Regions from separate parts of the Mus musculus genome. Here regions 2 and 3 are each linked to region 1. A link is a contact called in public HiChIP or PLAC-seq and Micro-C data. All regions are on one chromosome and are shown on one strand. Each heading gives the region's core, a stretch centred on a gene start, on an enhancer-like site or on the middle of the called end of the contact. The rest is flanking DNA. Distances are from core to core; before and after follow the strand shown. Region 1 holds the start of 2410017I17Rik (RIKEN cDNA 2410017I17 gene). Region 2 holds the start of Tubb5 (tubulin, beta 5 class I). Region 3 holds the start of Dhx16 (DEAH (Asp-Glu-Ala-His) box polypeptide 16).

Region 1 (4,912 bases), core at 1,183-3,682:
GAATCCACCTCTCATGATCAAAAGGACTCCAGATAAGAACTGTCAATCAACAGCGTGTTTCATCTCCTGCCTATTCAGCTTAGTCCTAAGGGTGGGGTTATCTTCTCCTTTTCTGTGGTCTTGGGATGCCCCACCCCCAACTAATAGGTCTAAAAGTTTAGAATGTTCAGCTAAGGAAAACAATTTATTCTAACCCCCTAAACATTATCCTCTGAACCTTATATATACAGATATGCTTCAGTAAAATGCTAGCTCCAGGTGTTTCCTCAAACTCTGCATGCCAGACAGCTTCAAAGCACCTGCCCCAAATGCCCCAAGAATGCATCTGCATGCCCCAGCTGCAGATGGCCCTGCAGAGCCTGGACAGTGAGGGAACAGCATGCTTTTTTTGAACCTAGACAGCATCCAGCTTTCTTGGGTCCCCAAAGATGTTCACACCCCGCCTTTTATATCTATCTGTCTGTCTGTTTATCTATAAACTACCTACCTAACTAACTACATACATACCTACCTACCTATCCTCAGTCTCCCCAAAATCTGATTACCCTGCTCTGAGGTAAGAAAAGGTCCCTCTTTTCCTCCCCATCTCCTCCCATGCCCTGACTTTATCAGTCCCTCCGGAGGTTATATCAATCTTGTCAAGCACAGGCAGGAAGAGACAGGTCCTCAGGACTGAGGGGCAGGAATGGAGTTGGAACCCACTGTGCTCCCATTCCTTGCATTCCAATTGTTTTTCCAGGGGGCCTCTGTCCACAGGGCAGGTCCCTGGCTCAGCTCAGGGGGAGGAACTCACACATCCTCCTCCCTCATCTCTCACTGAGTGACCCTGCACCAGGGTGCTGTGCTGTTTGCATTTGTTAACTCCACACAAACTGAGACATATATAAGAAGAGGATCCTGAATTGAGAAATTGCTTCCATCCAGGACGCTTTTGGGAAAGTCTATAAGGCATTTTTAAATTATTATGAATGATCAGTATGGAAAGGCTCAGCCCACTGGAGTTGGTCTTGGGTGGTGATCACGAATTGTATAAGACAGAAGACTGAGCAAGCCATAAACTACAAAGCTATTAGCACTGATCCTCATGGTCTCTGCTTCAGTTCCTACTTAGAATCCTCTCTCAAGGTCCTGCCATGAATCTCTTCAATGATAGACTGAGATGTGGAAGTGTAAACTGAAAGAAACCCTTTCTTCCTCAAGTTGCTTTTGGTCATGGGGTCTTATCACAGCAATGGAAACCCTCACTAAGACACAGGTGCACAAGGGCCTCACTCTGCTCCCTGCAGACACCACCCTCTCCTGCAGCTCAGCTCCTGCCCCTCCCTTGCCCTGGAGCAGCACCACTTTATAGCTCCTGGGGATCTGATGCCCTCTCTGGACCCGGAGGTAGCAGGAATTATCTGGCAGGTCTCATCTCCATTGGGTGGCAGGATCCTGGGGAAGGAACCAACAGCTCCTCCGCGGGCGCTGGTTATAAAGTCCAAGCAGCCCGAGGGCCTCAAATGCCCTGTATCCCAGATGGGACAATGGCGCAGCGAATGCTGCTCCTGCTGCTGGCGGCCGCCCTGACCCTGATCGAGACCCGCGCGGGTGAGTGCGGGGTCGGGAGGGAAACGGCCTCTGCGTGGAGGGGCGGGGACGGCACTGTGGAATCCGCGTCCCCCCGTCGCTCACAAGACCCTCCGCCCTTCTACACCCGCATCCGGAGCCCGGCGCCCTGCTCCCCTCCCGGCCCGCGCAGTGGGCCGGAGTCCCGTGAGGAGGTCCGGGTCTCACCGCGCGCCGCCCCCAGGCTCACACTCGATGCGGTATTTCGAGACCGCCTTGTCCCGCCCTGGCCTCCGGGAACCCCGATTCATCTCTGTCGGCTACGTGGACGACACGCAGTTCGTGCGCTTCGACGGCGACGCGGAGAATCCGAGGTATGAGCCGCGGGCTCCATGGATGGAGCACGAGGGGCGGGAGTATTGGGAGCGGGAGACACAGATCGCCAAGCGCAATGAGCAGAGTTTCCGAGGGAGCCTGAGGACCGCGCAGCGCTACTACAACCAGAGTGAAGGCGGTGAGTGACCCTGGGTGGGAGGTCACGAGCTCGAAATGTCCCTAGACAGGGGCCGGAGATCTCCAATCCCAAGTCTAGGTTCGGGAGCAGAACCGACCCAGGACCGGTTTCCCTTTCACTTTGGAGGAGTCCGCTGGTGGACTAGGCCAGGGCGAGCGGGGGCGGTGCGGGTGAGCGGCGCTGACCTTGGGATCCCGCAGGCCTTCACACGTTCCAGCTGTTGTTCGGCTGTGACGTGGGGTCGGACGGGCGCCTCCTCCGCGGATACCTACAGTTCGCTTATGATGGCCGAGATTACATCGCCCTGAACGAAGACTTGAACACGTGGACGGCGGCGGACCTGGCAGCGCTGATCACCCGACGCAAGTGGGAGCAGGCTGGTGCTGCAGAGCATTACAAGGCCTACCTAGAGGGCGAGTGCGTGGAGTCGCTCCGCAGATACCTGCAGCTCGGGAAGGAGACGCTGCTGCGCACAGGTGCAGGGGCCGCGGGCAGCTCCTCCCTCTGCCCTCGGGCTGGGGCTCAGTCCTGGGGAAGAAGAAACCCTCAGCTGGGGTGATGCCCCTGTCCCAGAAGGGAGAGTGTGTCCCTGGGTCTCTTGATCCCTTGTCACAGTGACTGCACTGACTCTTCCAGGGCTCAGCCTTCTCCCTGGACAGTGCCCAGGCTGTCTCAGGAGGGAAGGAGAGAATTTCCCTGAGGTGACAACAGCTGCTCCCTTCAGTTCCCCTATAGCCTCTGTCAGCCATGGCCTCTCCTAGTCTGGATTCTCTGCCCACACCCACTGTCTGTGGACATGGACTCCTGTCCTGCTGAGTGTGTCAGCCCTTACACCTCAGGACCTGAAGTCGCCTTTACCTGATGGGAGACATGGACTCCCCAACACTAGGCTGGTTGCCCCAGTTTCTAGAATTTTCAAAGAATACATTCTCCCAGATCCCTCCCTGTCTGTAACACAATTCTTTCTATTCCTACAGTGGTGAATGGTCACATGAGCCCTTATGGGCTACCCTGGAGGAATATAAATACTGGAATTTCTTTTTCTTTTTTCTCTTTTCTTTTTCTTCTTTCTTTTTTCTTTCTTTCTTTATTTTTTTTTTTTGAAGGCGTTATTTTGTTTCTAGTCAGTTTTTGTCTGCACTGGAGTGATCCTGTTTCTCCCTGCCCTCCTATTATCATTTGTATCAGTCTACATTGCTAACCTGGATAATTACACAAGATAAGTCAGGGTTCTCATTAAAAGATCGATTATTGTGAGATTACACTGTTTCCTGTCAGACCTAAACATGCAGAAGCCTCCTGCTGTCTCTCTGCCCCCACAAATTACAGTGCTCCCCCTAGTGAATCAGGAATTGGACTTTCTGAGTGACAGGGTCTTCTGAAATCCAGGGCTATAGTGAGCCCTCCCTGTGGGCCCAGTGTGTTCCAGTGAGTGCTGCACTGGGGTCCACAGCTCACTCCAGGGGTCCTGTGTAACATACCTGTACCTTGTCCCCCAGAGTCAGGGGCAGGGAGTCATTTTCTCTGGCTGCACACTTTGTGATGGCTGTTCACTTGAACTGACAGTTAATGTTGGTCTGCAAGATGACCACAGTGGAAGACTCAGTGGTGGCATCCTACCAAGAGCATATGGCCCTAATATCTGATCTTGAAATGAACTCAAACACATATTAAATTACTTTTTTGCCATTCCCTCTTCCATTCTTTGACTACCTCATTTATGCTATTGAACATCACATAAGGATGACCATGTTGATGGATTCTCTCTTGGCTTCTGAGTCCCAAAAGAAAATGTGCAGTTCTGTGCTGAGAGGACCAGCTCTGCCTGCAGGTCACCAGTGCCATGACAGTTGAAGTGTCAAACAGACATATTGTTCAGTGTCTTCATTGATTTGATTGAGTCTTGTGTAGATTTCAGTTTGTCTTGTTAATCGTGTGATTTCTTAAATCTTCCACACAGATCCCCCAAAAGCCCATGTGACCCATCACCCCAGATCTGAAGGTGATGTCACCCTGAGGTGCTGGGCCCTGGGCTTCTACCCTGCTGACATCACCCTGACCTGGCAGTTGAATGGGGAGGAGCTGACCCAGGACATAGAGCTTGTGGAGACCAGGCCTGCAGGGGATGGAACCTTCCAGAAGTGGGCAGCTGTGGTGGTGCCTCTTGGGAAGGAGCAGAATTACACATGCCATGTGGAACATGAGGGGCTGCCTGAGCACCTCACCCTGAGATGGGGTAAGGAGAGTGTGGGTGCAGAGCTGGGGTCAGGGAAAGCTGGAGCCTTCTGCAGACCCTGAGCTGGTCATGGCTCAGAGCTGGGATCATAACCTTCACCTTCATTTCCTGTACCTGTCCTTCCCAGAGCCTCCTCCATCCACGGACTCCAACATGGTAATCATGGCTGTTCTTTTTTTTTTTTTTTTTTTTTATTTATTATATGTAAGTACACTGTAGCTGTCTTCAGACACTCCAGAAGAGGAAGTCAGATCTCGTTACGGATGGTTGTGAGCCACCATGTGGTTGCTGGGATTTGAACTCTGGACCTTCGGAAGAGCAGTCGGGTGCTCTAACCCACTGAGCCATCTCACCAGCCCATGGCTGTTCTTGTTGTCCTTGGAGCTGTGATCATCATTGGAGCTATGGTATCTTTTGTGTTGAAGAGCAGGAGAACAATAGGTAGGAAAGGGCAGGGTCTGAGTTTTCTCTCTGTCCCCTTTAGACGTGTGGTCAGCTCATTAATGGGAAACAAATCCACACCCCACATTGCTACAGTCTCCACCTGGGTCCTCTGTCAGTTCTGGGAACTTGCTAGTGTCAAGATCTTCCTTGAACTCTCACAGCTTTTCTTC
Region 2 (4,912 bases), core at 1,531-4,030, 310 kb after region 1:
ACGTATTAATGTATAAAATGACGGACTTTTTTTTTTTTTTTTTTTTTTTGGTTTTTCGAGACAGGGTTTCTCTGTATAGCCCTGGCTGTCCTGGAACTCACTTTGTAGACCAGGCTGGCCTCGAACTCAGAAATCCGCCTGCCACTGCCTCCCGAGTGCTGGAATTAAAGGCGTGTGCCACCACGCCTGGCCAATGACGGACATTTTGAGGTCATCTTCCTAAATGGAAGATCCTAAATACAGCAAGCTGTTTTGCTAAAACCTCAAAGTCTGTCGTCGTCTTTCAAAAGAGGAGAAAAGTATAATAAAATAATTTATTTCATTATAATAAAACATGAAGGTATTCCAGGAAAGTGGCTTGTATAGTTCTTTCCCGTTGGTTTTTTCAATATGTCCATAATAAATCGCCAGACGTTTGAAGCTTTAAGTTGGATGACTTATCCGTGTTCCTAAAGTAAATGAGACAAATTCAAGTAGCACGAAATAATCAATAATCGCTTTCATTGTTGGCATAACCAAAATTGAAATATTTTTAATGAATAAAGGAGTATTGATGTAACTTAAATGTTCTTTGTTGTTGTTGTTGTTGTTTTGGTTTTTTGTTTTTCGAGACAGGGTTTCTCTGTGTAGCCCTGGCTGTCCTGGAACTCACTATGTAGACCAGGCTGGCCTCGAACTCAGAAATCTGCCTGCCTCTGCCTCCCAAGTGCTGGGATTAAAGGTGTACACCACCACTACCCGGTTAAATGTTCTTTTATTTAAAAGATGACTTGAGCTGTATGTTGATTGCATGTCTTTGATTCATTTTCTTTAAGCCAAAGAAGGGTCTCACTATGTGCCTCCGCTAACCTCGAACTAACTAACTTAGCAGGTCAGCCTTGAACTCACAGGGATCCTCCTTCCTTTCACTGGTACAACACGATTATATTCTAGATACTGCTTACTACATTCTAGATACTGCTTACATTCTAGATACTGCTTACTAGACCCTTCCCTTTGTTGTTGTTGTTTCTCTTTTTAAAAGAGGTTTTTATGTGTATTGGTAGTTTGCTTGCATGTATGTCTGTGTACTACTACTATGGGTGACAGAAATTGAACCTGTTCTGAGAAGGGCAAATTCTCTTAATTGCTGAGCCATCTCTCTAGCCCCACGTATGTTGTGTTTCCAAGACAGGCTCTCATTTTGTAGACTAGGTTAGCCTCCAAAGTGCAATGATCCTTCTGTCTCAATATCCGTATTTCTTGGGAGTTTGGGCAGGCACAATCTAATTTTTCCTTTCTATTTGTTCATTTAGAGACTGAAGCTAAAGCTTGTACCTCAAGCTGTCTAGGTAGCCTCTAGGTAGCCGGTGTTGACCTTGAACTTCCCTTGCCTTCTAGTCAGAATTCGGGGACTAATCATGTGAACCACTCTTGCTCTAATTAATCATTTTGTATCCCTTTAAAGCTTTGAGGATACTTAGTAATTTTCGAAACCCTGGAAAGAGAACATTAAGGCCTCTAACTTGAGCCCATTCAATCAACTCCCTTCTTCCTGCTCAGTTCCAGCACATTGCCACAGACTCACCTAATGAATAAAATCATTTAACTGGAAAAACAAACAAATCCCCTTGCTTCAAGCAAGTGTCTGAGAGAGGGAGGCACTGTCTAAAGACTGACATTCTCTTAGTCTGTCCACCCTACAGCCTGTCCTGACAGGATGACCAGAATGTCTTCAGCGTCGTCTGAAAGGCCCAAATCCCACGCAGATTTTACATACACCTTCTGTCTTAGGCAGGATTTCCATTCCTGCACAACCAAGAAGCAAGTTGGGGAGGAAAGGGTTTATTCAGCTCACACTTCCACATTGCTATTCATCACTGAATGAAGTCAGGACTGGAACTCAAGCAGGTCAGAAAGCAGGAGCTGATGCAGAGGCCATGGAGGGATGTTCTTTACTGGTTTGCTCAGCTTGCTCTCTTATAGAACCAAGACTACCAGCCCAGAGATGGCCCCACCCACAATGGGCCCTTCCCCCTTGATCACTAATTGAGAAAATGCCTTACAGTTGGATCTCATGGAGGCATTTCCCCAACTGAAGCTCCTTTCTCGGTGATAACTCCAGTCTGTGTCAAGTTGACACATAAAACCAGCCAGTACACCTTCATTCTTTTGGGACATCAGCTCCATGCAGTTTTCACCACGATCTTTGCAATTTTGTTTCTCTTTTGAAAATCCTTGAGACAACTCCCTTGGAAACAGAAGGGTAATTCTTTCTTCTGGAGGGATGCGAGGGAGCTGTGCCTTACTGAAATTCCTGTCTTGGGATCACAAAGAACTAGATACTGTGTATCAGGGAAGGACAACATAGTTCTCAGGATTTTCCGCTGAGCTATGCAGTCTGGCTTTTCTAGACCTACTGCGGTGGGCAGCTGGCAGGGCGTGTCCAACACACCTTCCAACTCTGGCACCTCAGATCTCCTAATTACTACATTTCTCCAAACCTCTTTTAGTACAAAATCCTCTCTCAGAATAGAAAATAGGAATCTCGTGTGAGGACATTTTTCATGAAAAAATAAAATCACACACACACAAGATAACCCCAATTCCTCATACAGTACCCACCCATTCCTAACTTCTTTTTGCAGCGTGGACAACAATAGAGAACTACAACTCCCAAAAAAGACTGCGCTCGCCACTGGCTCAGAAACCAATGGCCGCCTGGCACGTGATCGGTTGGTCTAATCAGCGACTGGTTGGGTAGGCTTTGTCTAAGACCCGGGGCGCCCGCCTATCTCCCGCCCCCGGCCGCGCGAACGCGAGCCCCGCCCTGCGCGCCTTCCCTCCTGCGCTCGCCGGCCTCTTCTGCCTCTTAGAACCTTCCTGCGGTCGTGCTTGCATCTCGCTGCTGCAGCCTCCCGGGCTCCGGTCCATCCTTTCAGTCTGAGACCGGCCCAGAAGAAAAAAACCCCAAAAACCTTAATTTTCTTTCTTGTTCGGTACCTACATTGGAACCATCAAAAACAATTATTTCAGTAAACCGTAGCCATGAGGGAAATCGTGCACATCCAGGCCGGACAGTGTGGCAACCAGATCGGTGCTAAGGTAAGGACTTTAAAATTTTAGCTGAAATATGTAAAGATGAGAATTCTGTGTTAATTGTGAGCATTGTTCACGGAGTTCTTGCATTCTCCACCCGTCAGATTTGGCCCCTCAAAGTTTTTCACGTATAAATATAACCCATATTTGTAGCTAGCGTTCTGATATTGAAAAATGAGGAAATGTTTTTCTTGGCACATTTTCGGAAAGCTAATAAAAGAGCCTTTCGAGTTTAGGGAAAAGGAGAGGCTGAGGGACTGTGAAGAGCTGGTCTTAAAAGGGGTTTTCTAACGGTTCGAGGACTGGAGGGATGCGGAAACGATCCGAGACAAAGCCGAGGCGAGGTTTTCCCCTTGCGCCACCCCCACCCAGCCTGGAGGGCTCTACTGGAACAGAATGGAGGGGGGAAGGGGCGAGGTTTGGCGGGCAGCTGCAGAGGTGCCCGGTGCGCATTACCTCTCAACAAAGGCTTGGACACTCCATCGAACCCGCCATCCCAATGCTTTTTTTAGGTAATGACTCTGTATAGGGGCCTACTTTTACTTTTCATTGCCCTTTAGGGTGTGAGCGGTATGAAAGTGAGCTTTTCAAATATGTGAGACTGTCTGGGAGACTAAGGAGAGGGAAGGAAGGGAATAAAGATAGGCAATGGGGCTTTTTAAAGATTTTTCCCCCTTTTTTGCTAGCAATTAACAATGTAGCGGGGGAGGGGAGGGAGGAAGTGCGGCCGCTAAATTGTAGCCGAAGGGTGGGACCCTTTGGGGGCGGGGTTGGAGCCCCTGGCGCGCAGGGACAATGCGGCCCCTACCCGCGGGGGCGCACTGGCCCCGCCCCTCGAGCTAGGCCCCGCCCGCGCTGCTCCCGCCTTTGTGGTTTGCTGGAGGAGCGGCCCGCCACCGCAGTCACGTGGAGCACGTAAGGGGTGGGCGACTGCAGTGGCCGCACCTTTCTCCCCCAACTCTTTTGTGCTGGCCTGGAAGGGCGGTTCCTGGCTTCAGGAGCCAACCTGGGTGCAAAGCCAAATAGGTGGGCTCCAATCCGCCCACATAGAGGTTTATAGCGCCTGACCCACCCATCACCGGTCCTATGCCGAAAGGTTTTAGCCTTCCATCGCGTAGGTTCCTCCATGGGACTTCCGCAAGCAGATAACGGAATTGCAGTGTCTTCACCTCAGCCTCGTTTCAGCGTGTCTGGAATTGAAATGAGGGGCGGGAGGCATGCCTTAGGACTTGAGACATTGAGGCCTCGTTGCTCTTCCCTGTGCAGTTCTGGGAGGTGATAAGCGATGAACATGGCATCGACCCCACCGGTACCTACCACGGTGACAGCGACCTGCAGCTGGACCGAATCTCTGTGTACTATAATGAAGCCACAGGTGAGGGCAGAAATCCCCACTTAACATTTATTCCCTGTCCCCTGTATTGGACAGTGAGCCCAGATGAATGCATCACTGGCTGCCCTGGAACTCCCATAGATCGTCTACCTCTCAAGTGCTGGGTTTAAGGAGAGCATCACCACGCCCTGTTTTTCCACACTTCTAAGTATCTATTACCCCTCTGCATGGTTCCCATTTTTTTTTCCCTAGACTCACACCCTAAGGGACTAAAGATTAGCTCTACTGCCACCAGGTGGTAGTGCCTGGAATGACAACTTTAGTGCTTTGTGGCTGATCTCCCACCCAGAGGTAATGCATTGCTGATCCGTCAAACATTGACTTGAATTCCTGCAGGTGGCAAGTATGTCCCTCGAGCTATCTTGGTGGATCTAGAACCTGGGACTATGGACTCCGTTCGCTCAGGTCCTTTTGGCCAGATCTTCAGACCAGACAACTTCG
Region 3 (4,912 bases), core at 1,276-3,775, 270 kb after region 1:
AGAGACACAATGACTTGATCTTACCAAGGCGAGAGGATTTGTAACTTTCTCCTTCTACAACCCAAGTCCACTCTTTTCCGGTTCCTGTCAGGCAGGCCCCTCTCCTCTAGAGCCTGACCACCCAGACACATCTCTGCACACTCCCTCTGTGACCCTTCCTGCTACGGCCGACCACTCCAGCCATCTTTGTCTTCAGACACTGCTTTTTGAACCCAGGGTCTCACCATGGCTTTCCGATCTTCCTCAGCCATCTTGAGGCGCTTCTGAGCCTCTTCATAGGCCTAGAAGAAATCATGTAAAGGGATGTGAGGCCAAAGGTACCATTGCTGTCAGGATGACTAATGTCCTTCGCTGCCCCTCCTCGGTGGAGAACCTCTGTCGATCTCAACCAGACAGGGAGAACCATAGCCAGTGAGCCCACGGGGAACCCTAGTGACAACTCTTGTCTTCCCAGAGACAACTCTGCAGCCAAATCCAGACTTGCCTGACTGACTCTCTTCAGCTCACCTTCTTATCTGACCGTTCCAGGACATTCCGGGTCCGGTCCTTGTCCCGTTGCCGAACCCGCTCTGCAAAGGCATCCCGTTCTTCCAAGTCCTGGAGACGCTCACGCTCCGTCCTTTCCCATTCATCCTCTGAGGCTGGCTTCTCCTCCGTGGGTGATTTACTCCCCCTGAACCCAGCAAACCCAGCCCAGTGTATCAAACGGGGGTACTGAGAAAGCTTAGCATCCCCACAGCCGACAGCCTGCTCCAATCCCTCTCCTTCCTTCTGACTTACCCTGCCTTCCTCTTCCCTGACTCGGAAACCTCTTCCTCCTCGTCCTCCTCGTCCTCCTGGTGTTTCTTCCTGAGGTGTTTCCGTCTCTTCCGCTTCTTCTGGAGGCTGCTCCCGTTACTACCCACTGCCTCCTCGCCGCTCTCGCTGTCTTCCAACAACTTATAAGAACGGTTTTTCTCTAGCAGGGCTCGGGCCTCTCGCTCAGCTGCCCGAGCTGGCTTTTCCACCACAGCCTTCCGTGGCACCTGCCGGTAGATATGACAGCTCCTGACCTCAGTACCCTCATTTGCCTACGAACCGGTTACTATATCTAAAGCCTGTCTCCATCTTTCTCTTCTTCGTGGTCTTGTTCTACGGTCATAGCTCAACAGGGCTCCGCAGCTTCTGAACGTCCTTCTAGGAATCCACTGAGCAAATGATTACTGAAAGCCATCCCGTGGTGGAGGCAAAGAACCAGCTCTCACAGGTTGTACGCTCACAGCCTCACACGGGCATATGCACGAACTAAAACTTCTTCCTAACTTTAATGACTTACTTTTATTTTTATGTGCACTGGTGTTCTGCCTGCAACGTGAGCTGTGTGTGAGGGTGCTGAATCTCATAGAACTGGAGTTACAGTTGTGAGTTGCCACGTGGGTTCTAGAAATTGAACCTGGTTCCTCTAGAGGAACAGCAAGTGGTCTTAATCCCTGAGCCATCTCTTCTTGCCCCACGATAGAATTTTTTTTTTAAAGTATTGGTTCTGAGCTTAAGTAGTTTATGTTCTAAAACCCATTTTCTTTTCATGATTTATTTTTCATTTATTTATGTGTATGGGGTACCTGGCAAAGGCCAGAAGCCCTCCGATCTCCTTGGAGCTGGAATTACAGATGGTTGTGTGCCACTAGGCCTGGTTGCTGAGAACTGAACTCAAGTCTTCCAGATGCACAAGGGGTCTTAACTGCTAAGCCATCCCTCCCCAGCCTCGATCCTATTTCCTAAATGCTAATTCTCCTAGCTCTGTTCTCAGTGACTCTTTCCCAGGGCTGGGGATTGAATCCAAGGCTTACTGTATGCTAGACAAACATTCTACCAACTGAGCTACATCCTTAGGCCTGGGGTATGTGCTGTAACTAACAATGGCTCTAGCTTAAACATGTATGTAGAGCCCCATCTCGAGTCTTCTCCACAGACCTGTATACACCCAACACCTAGCATGATATCTAGATAACAGAGGAAAAAAATTAAATGGTGGGCGGAACCAAGAATGAAAGGTCTCTCTGTCACCCCACTACCAGGGAGGCTCGCTGCAAGTTCTAAGCCAGCCTGTGTACTATATTGAAAGTTGCAGGCTATCACAGAATAGACAGCCACACTGCGTACGAGCCAATTCGGCTGTGAGTGGCCTGCCCCGGCGGCACACACCTTGCTCCAGAGCTTCAGGGCGAAGTCCCGCGCCGGCCCCCCGAGGTCCAGGGTGTCGGTGTCCCGCAGGCGCTGCACGAACTCCTCGGCGGAGGCGCAGCGCTGTGCGGTGCCGATCAGGAACTGCGCGACGTGCCGCTCGCTCAGCCCCAGCACCGAGTGCAGCTCCTCCTGCACCCACCGCTCCAGCCCCGCCGGCGTCGCCATGGCGACGCGTCCTGCTCCGGGCGCGCAACCGCGGAACGGCCAGGACTGCGGCGGGGACAGAGCCTGCGGTACTACCGCCTCGCTCCGGCTGCCGTAGAGACTCCAATTCCACAGACCGCGAAACCCGGAAAGAGTCGCGCTCTTCCGGCCAGGGATCGACGGTGGCTGGGCGGGTTCAAATCGCGCAGCCTCTTTCCCGACGCTAAGTGCAAGAGGCTTTCATGCACAGCCTCGTCCAAGCTCTCCGTCGCCCCCTAATGATCTGTGCGCGGGTGCAGTTCTCTATCAATACAAGCTGTCAGTGATGACTAACTAGTTCCCACAGCTGGGATAAATAAAAGACGTACAAATCAGGGTTAGGAAAACAAGATATATAACAAAGGGCTGGAGAGACGGCTCAGCGAAGTCGAGTTCGATTCGGTGCACCCACATCCCTCACCAACAACCACGTATATCTCCAGATCCAGGAGGATCTACCACCTCTGGTCTCTTCTGACACCTGCACTTGTGTGCACGTGCTCATACACAAACACACATACACCTAATTTTTTTAAAAATAAATTTTTTTTTTTTGGTTTTTCGAGACAGGGTTTCTCTGTCTTGGAACTCACTTTGTAGACCAGGCTGGCCTCGAACTCGGAAATCTGCCTGCCTCTGCCTCCCGAGTGCTGGGATTAAAGGCGTGCACCACCACGCCCGGCCTAACTTAAAATATTAAAAATTAAAACAACAAAAACTAAAGGTACATAATAAATACATTTAGGTGGGAGTTTGGGTATCATAAGATTTTAATATTTATTTATTTAATGTGCATGTGGGTTTGCCTGCATGAATTTATCTGCACAGTATGTGTGTGTGTGTGTGTGGTGTGTGTGTGTGTGTGTGTGTGTGTGCCCTTTTAGGTCAGAGATATTGTGTCTCTCTGAACTTGGAGTTACTGGTGGTTGGGACCTGCCTGATATAGGTGCTGGGAACCAAACACCAGTCTTCTGAGAGCAGCAAGTGCTCTTAACCACTGAATCATCTCTCCAGCCCCTCTATTGGGTGTGTGTGTGTGTGTGTGTGTGTGTGTGTGTGTGTGTGTGTAGGCATTTTACTTGCAAGTATGTATACCACTCAGAATCTGGAGGAGGGCATTGGATCTCCTGAAAATGTAGTTAGGGGTGTTTTTGAGACATCACGTGAGTGCTGGGAGTTAAACCTAAGTGTTCTTAATTGAGAAGCCAGCTCTCCAGTTCACCATTTAAAAAACAAAAACAAAAAACAAAAAAACACGGGACTCATGTACAATTAGCTGGCCTTGTATGTACTACATAGCTAAAGATAACTTTGAACTCTTATTTATTTATTTATTTACTTACGCACTTAATTACTTACATCCTCAAAGCTGCCCCCTCCTGGTCCCCCCTGAAAGAGTTTCTCCCCCTATTCCCCTTCTCCTCTGAGAGGGCACCTCCCCACCCCAGTATCCTCCCTACCCCCCACCCCCCACCCCCGCAACCTTGAACTCTTTTTGTTTGTTTGTTTTTTGTTTTGTTTTTTTGAGACAGGGTCTCTCTGTATAGCCCTGGCTGTCCTGGAACTCACTCTGTAGACCAGGCTGGCCTCGAATTCAGAAATCCTTCTGCCTCTGCCTCCCAAGCGCTGGGATTAAAGGTGAGCGACACCACCGCCCAGCAACCTTAGACTCTTGATCCTGTTGTTCCTACTTCCCAAGTGTGGGGATTATAGACATGTACTATCACACTTGACTGAAATGTGTAATTTATGTACAATCAAAAATAATGAGAGGCAAACTGGAGAGATGGCTCAACCAACTATTCTTCCGAAGGTCCTGAGTTCAAATCCCAGCAATCACATGGTGACTCACAGCCATCAGTAAGGAGATCTGATGCCCTCTTTTGGAGTGTCTGAAGAGAGCTACAGTGTGCTTACATAAAATAAATAAATCTTAAAAAAAAAAAGCCGGGCAGTGGTGGCACATGCCTTTAACCAACACTTGGGAGGCAGAGGCAGGCAGATTTCTGAGTTCGAGGCCAGCCTGGTCTACAGAGTGAGTTCCAGGACAGCCAGGGCTATACAGAGAGACCCTGTCTCAAAAAACCAAAATAATAATAACAATAATAATAATAATAATAGGCAATTTAAGTAGATTTTATTTCCTACTGATGGGGAGCGAGTAGAATGGATAAAGTCAAAACAAAACACTCCACATTTTAAAAAGCAATCCAGGTATGTGTTGCTAACAGCTTGGCACATACCTACTGCTAATGGTTTGTTGTGAGCTAACCCCTCCCCAACACAGATGAGATGACACTGCAGGAGAAGATTCCAACAAACACTAACTCAGTTCTCTGAGCTTCAGAAAGTGGACAGGCATGGATGTCTCAGATCTCAGAAATGTGACTGACCACCTGACCAGCGACAGAACTTGAGTTCTGGAATAATGGATGGTTTTTGTTTCCTTTTCTCTGCTTCCTATAAAGCCTGTGGCAGGAGAGAAGATGGAAAGCAGTTATTT

The links. A called contact is a pair of places that touch in the nucleus more often than the background predicts. HiChIP or PLAC-seq counts read pairs in DNA pulled down with a chosen protein or histone mark.
Region 2: a Micro-C map of embryonic stem cells shows a contact between it and region 1, with 3 times the contacts expected there. The contact joins the promoter of Tubb5 here to the promoter of 2410017I17Rik in region 1. A contact is called at or near these places in 2 of 39 promoter capture datasets (embryonic stem cells and pre-B cells) and 1 of 484 Hi-C or Micro-C datasets (embryonic stem cells).
Region 3: an H3K27ac HiChIP or PLAC-seq map of microglia shows a contact between it and region 1, with 5 times the contacts expected there. The contact joins the promoter of Dhx16 here to the promoter of 2410017I17Rik in region 1. A contact is called at or near these places in 1 of 39 promoter capture datasets (pre-B cells) and 1 of 115 datasets of contacts at active chromatin or transcription factors (microglia).

The regions. Positions count from the first base shown.
Region 1 is chr17:36,142,538-36,147,449 of GRCm38.p6, reverse strand. It overlaps 2410017I17Rik (RIKEN cDNA 2410017I17 gene), which reads right to left and starts at 2,432. Exons shown (of 4, transcript NR_033517.1): 1 at 2,248-2,432. It overlaps Gm10499 (predicted gene 10499), which reads left to right and starts at 1,501. Exons shown (of 8, transcript NM_001370818.1): 1 at 1,501-1,590; 2 at 1,793-2,062; 3 at 2,263-2,538; 4 at 4,023-4,298; 5 at 4,426-4,454. The coding sequence starts at 1,527. It also overlaps a transcript of Gm8909 not described here.
Region 2 is chr17:35,836,169-35,841,080 of GRCm38.p6, reverse strand. Tubb5 (tubulin, beta 5 class I) reads left to right here and starts at 2,780. Exons shown (of 4, transcript NM_011655.5): 1 at 2,780-3,084; 2 at 4,345-4,453; 3 at 4,808-4,912. The coding sequence starts at 3,028.
Region 3 is chr17:35,877,391-35,882,302 of GRCm38.p6, reverse strand. Dhx16 (DEAH (Asp-Glu-Ala-His) box polypeptide 16) reads right to left here and starts at 2,525. Exons shown (of 20, transcript NM_026987.2): 1 at 2,185-2,525; 2 at 781-1,025; 3 at 508-673; 4 at 225-281. The coding sequence starts at 2,391.